3 separate regions of the Mus musculus genome follow, and regions 2 and 3 are each linked to region 1. A link is a contact called in public Hi-C and HiChIP or PLAC-seq data. All regions are on one chromosome and are shown on one strand. The core of a region is the stretch at or near the end of the contact, and the rest is flanking DNA. Distances in the headings are between cores, read along the strand shown.

The links. A called contact is a pair of places that touch in the nucleus more often than the background predicts. HiChIP or PLAC-seq counts read pairs in DNA pulled down with a chosen protein or histone mark.
Region 2: an H3K27ac HiChIP or PLAC-seq map of embryonic stem cells shows a contact between it and region 1, with 3 times the contacts expected there. The contact joins the promoter of Ptp4a3 here to the enhancer-like site in region 1. A contact is called at or near these places in 3 of 115 datasets of contacts at active chromatin or transcription factors (double positive thymocytes, embryonic stem cells and forebrain).
Region 3: a Hi-C map of cortical neurons shows a contact between it and region 1, with 4 times the contacts expected there. The contact joins two enhancer-like sites. A contact is called at or near these places in 1 of 39 promoter capture datasets (hippocampal neurons), 6 of 484 Hi-C or Micro-C datasets (cerebellar granule neurons, cerebellum, cortical neurons and 2 more) and 2 of 115 datasets of contacts at active chromatin or transcription factors (both in embryonic stem cells).

The regions. Positions count from the first base shown.
Region 1 is chr15:74,677,834-74,681,080 of GRCm38.p6, forward strand. It overlaps Gm32994 (a long non-coding RNA gene), which reads left to right. Exons shown (of 5, transcript XR_003951652.1): 3 at 1-1,873. Among named protein-coding and RNA genes, the nearest start is that of Gm32994, 6.4 kb to the left of the region's middle. Within about 2 kb of position 1,493, at least 164 of the 459 cell types and tissues checked have an H3K27ac peak or open chromatin away from gene starts, as enhancers often do. A contact at or near this core is called in cortical neurons, embryonic stem cells, forebrain and 1 more, where this site is marked.
Region 2 is chr15:73,746,515-73,749,761 of GRCm38.p6, forward strand. It overlaps Ptp4a3 (protein tyrosine phosphatase 4a3), which reads left to right and starts at 1,512. Exons shown (of 6, transcript NM_008975.3): 1 at 1,512-1,951.
Region 3 is chr15:73,981,117-73,984,363 of GRCm38.p6, forward strand. No RefSeq gene overlaps it. Among named protein-coding and RNA genes, the nearest start is that of Gm32355, 7.3 kb to the right of the region's middle. Within about 2 kb of position 1,460, at least 35 of the 459 cell types and tissues checked have an H3K27ac peak or open chromatin away from gene starts, as enhancers often do. A contact at or near this core is called in cortical neurons and stem cell-derived motor neurons, where this site is marked.

The DNA.
Region 1 (3,247 bases), core at 243-2,742:
CCTAGCCTAAGCCTCCATAGCGCTGTGGACAGGAACTTTTGCATCTCCCTGAGACTGTGTGTGACTTCATGGCACTCATTCAGCACCTTGGTCTCAACTATACAACAGGCAGACTGTACTAAAAGGCCACTAGGGCACCTCCTCCTCTTCCTCCTCCTCCTCCCCTTCCTCCTCCTCTTCCTCTTCCTTGTCTTCTTCTTCTTCTTCTTCTTCTTCTTCTTCTTCTTCTTCTTCTTCTTCTTCTTCTTCTTCTTCTTCTTCTTCTTCTTCTTCTTCTTCTTCTTCTTCCTCCTCCTCCTCCTCCTCCTCTTCCTCCTCTTCCTCCTCCTCTTTCTTCTTCATGAAGGCTGAGAAAGCACTGGGTGGACCTGTGGCTACAAGGATCCTTCTGACCAACTGTCCACCCTCCTGTTCAGTTGACAAATGCCAACTCTATGTTAAAGTGAGAAAGCCTTGACTCCCTATAGCTGTCCATATTCTGTGCCTCTAGGAAGGGTCTCCAGGCACAGCGTGCCTTGGTCTATCTTGTGTGCATCTGCACAGAGTCTCTGAGATGAGTGGTCAATCTTGGTATCTGCACAGGTCTGGAAATGTGTTTTGTGTGCAACCATATATGTCACAGTCGTAGCCCCCTTTAGCTTTTCCTAGTGTACCTGCTTCCAGCCATCACTGGAATGCAGGAGCCAACAGCCAGACATAAAGAGGGACTGCCAGATGTGTGAGGGTGCTACTCCAGGCCAAGGACATGGCCATGTGGGTTTTGTCCATGTGGGGGCAGAACATGGATGGTAGCAGAGACCAGGTATCAAGGTGAGTCAGGTCTCCCTTATTCTAGCCAGGACACCAGCCTTGAGCCAGGGCCATTGTACCCAGGACCTCCTCAGCCTGGGGAGGACATGGAGGGTAGAGAGGGTAGAAAAGAATCAGGATATGGGGAGATGATTTGGTGGCTGGTGTTCTGGATGTGTGAGCTGTCCCTGCTTTGGAGAGATGGCCCAGGAATTTGGGCTACCAAAGGGACAAGAATGAAGACTATTAGGGTTCCCTATATCCAGGTAGCCAGTGCTGAGCTGGGGGTAGGGGCAGAGTTACGAACCAGGAATGAGTAAGAGCCATGGGAGGCTGGGCTGAGGTGGGAGGCTGGCAGCCACCCCTCATCTCTGCTCCACTGGGGCCCTAGCCAGTCTGAGTGCCCACCTACCAACTCCCTGTGCGCCCACTGGGCTGGATCATACAGGAGCAGTTCTCCATCAGGGGTGGGGTTGGGGGGGCTACTGCCAGCTGGCCGATGAGACACCCCCAGAGCTGAGAGTTCAGATGCCCATGCCAGTTAGAGGGTGGCGTTCAAGGCTGCCACCCCCACCCTGGCGGCTGTGTTTTCCTGCTGTTCTCTGCAATTCCATTTAAATACCTCCCAGAGCCAGCCCAGCAGCAGCCTGCCTGCTTCCGGCACCATAAAAGGAGAGAGGCTGAGAATAGCTGAGCCATGACGCAGCAAGGAGCTTCCCCACGCAGGAAGGCTCTGTGCGCTGAGCCTGCCACCACCCAGGGCCCACCCTGCCCTACACCTGCTCAGCCCCTGCCCTGAAGGAGAGGTGGGGACCAGAGTCCCTGGCTGGAGACTGGTGACATTGTCCCTGCCATTGGTGGCTTTGTGACTCTTAAACCAGACCTGCACAAAGATCTTGTATCAGGTATTTGTTTACTTGTACCCTAGAGCTCTGGTTCCAGGAGAAAGCAGATGGCCCCCCGGGTGGGGGGGCCCTGGGCAGTAGTAGCTCCTCAGTCCTGTAAATAAATCCCTAGGAACAGCGTTCAGGCTGAAGGGTTCGAGCTCTGGGCTGGGCGTACACCAGCGCCAAGATGCAGACAGGTAAGAATGCTTAGAATTCCTGTGCCTGACATTTCTCATTCTGTCACAAAGGGGAGTGGGGTACCAATAGGGATGGAGCACAGTGCCCTGAAAGAGTTCAGATTCACACAGAGAACCAGGAAGGGCTTCCTAGAGGTGGAGCCTGTGGGTAGAAGGCAAAGAGCACAGGTTGAGCAGGGGAGGCCAGTGCTGTGTCCCCTCCACTCTTTTGGCTCCCTAATGGCCTTCAAGCGTGGTTACCCTCCTCTGGCTGGTGACTCCTCCGTTTTCTCTCTGGGCGGGGAGGGTGTTGGATCTGGACCTCTTTCTTTCTCCGATGTCTCCTCCTACCAGAGGCAGCTCATCTGAGTTCTCAAGCCTTTGCCCTGGGCTTTGAAACTGACAACCAGCTCCCAGTGAGTGACCTGTGGAGCTGCAGACATGTGGAGATCCAAGTTGTCTCCCCACTTCCTGTAGTTCTCTAGCTAAGGCAAGCAGGTCTCTACCATTGATGGATCTCACAGGTACCAGGCACGACTCTCGGTCCCTCGACCCACTGGAAAAGGTTGTGCATGGGTTCAGGGTCTGCCCCAAACTGCCCAGTTGAGCAACCCCCCCCCCCCACACACACACACATCTAGCCCTTTCTCTGTCCAAGGACAGGGGAGGAGCCCAGGTTGTGTGGACTTTCTTTTCTTTTTTTTTTTGTTTTTTTTTTTGTTTTTTGTTTTTTGTTTTTTGAGACAGGGTTTTTCTCTGTATAGCCCTGGCTGTCCTGGAACTCACTCTGTAGAACAGGCTGGCCTCGAACTCAGAAATCTGCCTGCCTCCGCCTCTCAAGTGCTGGGATTAAAGGCTTGCGCCACCACGCCCGTCTGTGTGGACTTTCTAAGAAAAAAAAAAGTGAGCAGACACTGTAGGGATCAGATGACCAACACAACCACTTCTCAGCCGTGAGCTCCATCATGGACACTGTGACCACCACAGCTGCTACCACATCCTCACCATTATCATCCCCACCATTGCCACATCTCCAAGCATCACCCATCAGCCCATGACCACGGGCAGGACCCCACTTTACCTCTCCATTTTGACCCCTACACAAACATCCCCAGTTTCACCCCACCCTGATCTCCATACTGCCAACTCCAGCAATGTCACCACTGTCATCCCTACCATTGCTCCACTGTCCATATCAGTGTTGCCAATGTCACCATCCACACACACACACCTCTCCACCCCCTGCCACCTTTGCAATCATGATCCTTAGTTCCAGGAGGCTTCCCTTCTGTCAGCATAAAGAGAGACAGGGTAGGTCAGGTCCTGTCTATGCTCTTGGTTGTATCCTTAGGGAGATTTTAATGGGACTCCCTGGCTGGTGAGAAAGATGGAATC
Region 2 (3,247 bases), core at 262-2,761, 930 kb before region 1:
TCGAGGGCTGAGGTCTCGTGATAGGTTCTGGATGGCTCCCCAATCTGGACCTCTGCCTAGAACACCAGGTCATTTGTTCCTTCCATAAACAAGCGGGAGCTTCTTGGTGCCATGCCTGGGTGGGAGGTGGGGTATGGGTGGGGCCCAGTGCTAGGTTCCCCCTCCCTTTAAGGATGCCTTCCCTGGGCTGGGCACATAGCCAAGGGGGTTGGGGAGAGCCTGGGGTTAAGGAGCCTGTTTTGTGAGGGGTTGCACCCTTGGAACTGTGCGACACAGGGGTGTAAGAGCTTTGGATGAGTTCCGAGGGACTGGCGTGGGTGGAGCCTGCTAGGGTCTCCCCTCCTGGCCCCAGAGATGGGTTACTCTGGGAGGGCTCCAAGAAGGCTCTGGATGTGTTATATATAGACTTCTCCGAAAGGCTTGGGGCCCTGCCAGCTGTAGCAGGTGCCCCCAGGATTAGCTAGAGGCCCCAGCATGCTGGTGTGTGTGTGTGTGTGTGTGTGTGTGTGTGGTGTCACTTGGAGCCCCGGTTGCAGCCCTGGCTGGTGCAGCATCTCAGACGTTGCTGGGCCTGTCACTAACAAACCCTTTTCTAGACAACTGATGGGCCACCAGGGATGGTTTGATGTGCTTTCTCCTACCCACCTGGGATTGGGACCAGTAGGGTCTCTGGGGGAGGGCAAATCTCCAGTCATGGTCCAGCTACCTGGCTGGGTGACTTGGGGCATCTACTCAGTATCTGTTGTGTTGCTGGAGGCTGGTGCCTTGTGGAGGGTTCAGGATCTGCAGTCAGGATGGAAACTAGTGGAACAGCTGAGACCATGGGTCTGGTCAGCAACAATGCCGTTAACCTGCTGGATTTATAAGGGTGGCATATTCTGGGGATCTTAGGTGGCTGCCTAGCTTTCTGGGGGTGAGCCAGGATGGGGCTGCAATGGGATGCTCCAGCCTGGACGTTATCAGCCCTGCTTACCTGGGCCAGGGGGAGAATGGGGGATAGTAGGCTCTGCTGTGCAAGGTTGGCTAATGAGACTTCTCTCTGGGAGTATTAGGGGCATGCCCTCCCCTGGCTCAGGTCCAGCCTTTCAGGGATCATTCCTCTCCCCAGCACCAACTACTGATTGCAGGGCCAGGCCTCTGTCTGGGAGCCGGGCTTGGGCCAGGGTTCCCAGCAAGGCAAGGCCTCTGGGGATTCTGTGAGCTGGAACTCAAGCCCTGCACCAGAAGGCTCCCAGGGCGGTGCAGCCACTGGGGCAGGTGCGGACTGACATCTGTCTCCATTCTTGGGCGGGAGAGCACAGGGTTCCTGCCTGGGATGCCCTAGGACAGAACCAGGATTCCGTCTGGTCAGTGGAGCCCAGGAGACGATCCTGCTCAGGGGATGCCCTGGAAGACTTCAGGAGAGCTGGGTGGGTGTCAGTTCCCTTGGAGATGAGCCTGTGTAGAGTCGGCTCCCATCTCTTGTGTGACTCGAGTGTGCGTAGGTTCAGTGCCTCAGGTTCTTCAGCTGTAGTCTGGGAGTGGTGGCTCTTAAGGTGAAGTGTGGGCTAGTGCGGCTGAGCACACAGTAGCTGTTCAGTGTGCGCATATGAAGCTGGAGAGCTGGAAGGGTTCCTCCTGGCTTGTGGCCCCTCTGCAGAAGGAGGTCTCCTACCCAGCAGGATGCAGAGGGGATGGCAGGCGGGTCCGCGGTGGTCCTCTCCCTTCCTCCTTCCTCTTCCTCTGCTGGCCGCGCCTTTGTTTGCGTGCTATCTTTAGGCAGCAGGTGCGGGAGCCGCTGTGAGTCGGGTCGCCCGCCGGTCACCGCCCCCCCACGTGACGCCGGGCGCTATAAATAGCTGGGCGGCGGGCGGCGGGCATCCGCCCGGAGCCGGCGCCGCTGCGGAGGGCGCGCACGGGTCCCGGCCCGGCCGGCCGGCGCATGGAGGCGGCCGCACGCCTGCGGGCGCGGGTGAGCCGGGCTGCGGGCGGCGGGGACCCGGCCTCGAGGACGCTCCCGAACCCTAACCCTACTGGGATGGGCCCTGCACGGGATGGCGGCTCCCTGGCGGGCTGGGTGGGAAGTCCCGCTGAGGTCGGGGAGCTGTGTGCCCTCCCCACGCCCCACTACGGGTCCTTGGGGTCCCCAGCCCATCCACGGAGCAGTCTTGCCTGTCTTGACAGCACAGAGTCCTGAACTGTGACCCCTGACTCCTAAGTGTCACACAGGGTCCCATTTAGGTCCCTTCTGAAGCTAGATGCACTCCCACCCCACCACTTGAGGGTGTGGCTTCTGACTACCTCTGTGTCTTTTTTTCCCCCCTGGGGTTCAAGTGTTCCCGATTACTAGACTCGATGTTGAGAAAACCTGGGTGTCTGGACGGCCGGAGCTGGCCAGGGTCCAGAGAAGGTCCTTCCACGCCCCTCTGTCCCATGTCCTCCTCTGGCAAACAGGGACAAAAATGGGTCTTGAAAAACATGCCGGTCTGGGAGCAGCTGAGGGCTTAAGATACTGCTAGAGGAGGCTGGGCGGGGATAGAGAAGGGCCCAGGTCATAGTAGGGTCCTTAAGCACCAGGGGTGGGGAGGGTGTGGTGGCTTGACTGAGTGCCTGTTGAGGCAAGGTGAGCTCAGCTTCTGTTCACACCTAGAGCTGCTGGGATAGGGGTGTAGGTAGCCGGTGGGCCCACAAGCCTTGGCTCAGGCCTGCTAGAATGCAGTAGAGGTAGACCCCCCCACCCCCCCACCTTGTTCTCTGGTCTTCTTAACCCCATAGAAGTGATGTGTCCACCTGGGCATGGTGGCAGATGCCTTAAGTCCTAGCACTCAGGAGGCCCAGCCAGGTGGATCTCTGTGAGTCTGAGGTCAGCCTGGTCTACAAAGTGCGGTCCAGGAGGTAAGACAGGGACAGAGAAACACTGTCTCCAAAGGGGGTGAGCGGAGTGATGTGTCGGCAGAGGGGCTCCTTTTTGGGAGGGCAGCCACCATGTGGTTGAGCCTGGGTAGACTCAGGCATGCTGTGGGCATGCCCCTTTTTGCCCACACTTAGGGGTGTGGCCCAGACTGCAGTGAACTGTGCATGTATTATAAGATGCAGTTCAGCCTGGTGTCACCTATACATCTGGACCCCTGGCTCCATCCCCTCAGGCCTGGGGGGAGCATGATAGGCGGTTCAGGCTTCCTTTTCTCAGATGTTGCTTCTGTTGCCCCTGGAATCTTACAACCCAGCCCCAACCCCTGCAAGTAGCCAGTAGGTGCAGTTAGCTCTA
Region 3 (3,247 bases), core at 210-2,709, 700 kb before region 1:
GGGATGGCTGCTGCTGTTATAGGTGAGGTCTAGGGTCTCCCACAGAGTTCTCATCTCACTTCAGGCCTGTGGCTGCTCTAGGCTGGATCTTTTCGTCCTGGCCTTGCTCTGTGCCTAGAGAAGAGAGCAGTGAGAGATGGGCTAGGCTGATGCTGGCCGGGGTTGGAGGGAGGAGGGAAGATTAATTGGTTCTCATTAGCCTAGGAGTCAATTTGCAGACATTCGGTAAGAGCCCCTGTAAAGAAAGCTGTTGACAAATTGGAGTAGATTCAAACCAAACAGCGAGGCCCTTGAGGGACTGAGGAAGGACTGGAGAGCCCCGAGCAACAAGCAAGGTTGATTGGCTCTCACATAGGCCTCCATTGTGGGCATGGGCCAGCCATATACCCTGCTGATTGGACAACCATGGTCTGATCTCACAGGTGAACACAGTGGGCCTCCTCCAGTGTCAGTGAACTCGACCAAGTTCACAGGGCAGCCAGGACCCAGAGCTCACATGCCTCGTCCCCATAGTGATATCTGGGCCTTCCAGTTCAGGGCTGCCTCTGTCAGGATGCAGCTCTCTCTTTCTCTCTCTCTCTCTCTCTCTCTCTCTCTCTCTCTCTCTCTCTCTCTCTCTCTCTCTCTCTCTCTCTCTCCCTTCTGGTTTCCAGTCTCTTCATCTATCAGCTAGGCACTCTCAGGCCGAAAGGGCTTCTGGGTAGTAGCAGACAGTCCCAGCTATTTCTGGATTCAGCTGCTGCATCTCTGGATCCTGGGCGAGCCTCTTGTCTCTGCATACCTATTGCAGTGTGCTTAGCTAGTTAACACATGGTGGCAAAAATAGAGGAAAGCAGCCGAGGGGTTCCAACCCACAAACCCCTCTGAGCACACTGCTCTGTCCAAAGGCTACAGAACTAGTGAGGCTTATCTGAACCCTGAGCTGGGTTTTGAGGAGTAGATAGGAGTTTCCTTGATGCTAGCACTGGGTGGACGGAACAGCACGGGTCCAGGCACAGGGAAGCAGGTGTAGTAAGTGATGGGGTACTGCGATGTGGAGTGACTTGGTGTGTGAGGGAGGTTAGGTTCAGCATGGCCTCTCTCTCCCGCTGCTCAGAGTAGCAGGTGAGTGCCCGGGCATCCTGGTGGCCTGTGAATTCCCCAGGGCTTCCGGCCAGCCCCACCCTGCAGAGCTGTCTGGCACCCGGTGTGAAAATGAAGATTGATCATGGCGGCAAGGCAGCCTGGCCGCAGAGCCAGCCGGGAGTTGCAGCAACCCCGGGCTTCATTATTATTTTAAGTGTTACTCAGCTTCTTTATTGAATTCTCCAAGTCAGGAAAAATTCTGGCGAGATAAGAAGTTGACATTTTCAGACGCAGCAACGAGAGAACTGTGCAGGCGGCGAGGACAGCGCGCGCAGAGCCTGCTTGGCATGAGAATGTCCCAGCCCACTGCCACCACCCACGGCCACACAGGCACATGCACAGGCGTGCTGACTCAGGACAAGGGAGCCCAGCCAACCGGGGGTGGGGGCAGAGGGGAGGGAGAGAGGGGGAAGGCTGCTTCCGAGAAAACCACTGGAGACCTCTCTCTTCTCTCTACCTCCCCCTACCCTGCCTGTCTCCCTACCTTCCTTTATTGAGTACCTACTATGTGCCAGGCTGGGGTGCACACTAGCTCAGCATAGGGCTCTTTTTTTGCCTTAGAGTAAGGCTGAGGATCACAAGCTGTCACTGTGGAGCAGTGTGCACGTGAACAAGGCCAAGTAGAACTCAGGGGAGGAGATAACCTAGGGTCCTTCCAGGCCTGATTCCTGGGTGTGTCTGAGGCTACTGGCCTGAAGTGAAGTAGGTATTGACTTTGGGTTCAGTATCTGTTTGCTAAGCACATGATCACAGTACACCTGCTAAAGAAATGGACAGCTCTTTCTGGGAAGCTACATAGGAATTTCTGTATGGATCTTAAGGGAATTATGATTATAGGGTTTTCTCAAGGGAACATATTTTGTTGGTCTTCTGTGAAGGTCATGGCTGGGGATACAGACCTGATGGGGAGGCCCAGCCAATATGGCCAAAGGACAGAGGAAGAGACAGAGGTAAGATATGGAGGCCAAGGTTCCAGAGCCATCTCTTCAGATCCTTGGCTGGCTGGCCTCAGGCCTGGAACAAAATGGGTCTGAATTTGAGTATTCCGTGAAAGAATGACATGATCTCAGACACACACAACATTGTCCCAGCCCTGTGGTGGGAAGGTCCTGAGACCATCTCACCTGCACATGAACTCTAGGAAATTACTGTCCCAGAACAGGCTGAGTCTAGGTCATTGTCTTAGGGTCACCACCTGCCTCTGTGGCCTCCTCTTTCACATAGGTACACTTAGGGGTACAGAGAGACACACAGATGCATCCACACAGACATACTCATGAGCAAGCCTGCAGCTGCTAGTCCCTCTTCATCCTTCCAGCTTACACAGGACAGAGCTTTCTGCACCCCAGGGCTTTACCTCTTCTCTGTAAACCCATGGGCAACGGTTATGTCGGGAATGTTCCCCAAAGGCCCATATACTAACTTAATCATAGCCAGGGACATTGGAGGGTGGAGTCTTTAAGAGGTGGGGCCTGGTGGTAGGAAGTTAAGTCATTGGTGCCCCCTTGAAGAAAAGTATGGGGAACCTACCCCCTCTCTCAGCTTCCTTGCTCTGAGGGGTGAACAGGCCTTCTCTGCCACCATGATATACTCTGCTGCCATAGACCCAAAGCAACAGGGCCTGGTGACCACGGGCTGGAATCTTTGAACTGTGAGGCATATCTTTTCTTCCTCTTTGCTCTTTGTCTCAGGTATTTTGTCTTAGTCACAAAAAACTGACAAGAATTCAGGCCCCTCACAATGAAAAGCCTTGTGCGTACAGAGTAACAGCAGTTTGTAGCTCAGGGGCCGAGGTTTGACCACAATGGCACAATGGCACAATGGGCAGGCTCTTCAGAGACATGGCCTGGGGACTAGTTGTAGCTTGTCAGGTTTGAGATAGTTCTGCTAACTGCCAGCCCAAGCATCTCTCCCTGTAAAGGATGGTGCGAATCTCTCTTGACTCAGGAGGAACTGCTAAGCACATCTGCTTGGCACTAATAACAGCCTGGGCCACCGTGTCTCATTTATTCCTTTCTACCCTGGCCTGTGTCTCTGTGCACTGAGCTCTCAGCAAGGAGCATCCTGACCAGCTTACAGTACAGGCCTCAGCTGCTATCTCCCTTCTCTCTACCATCCTGTG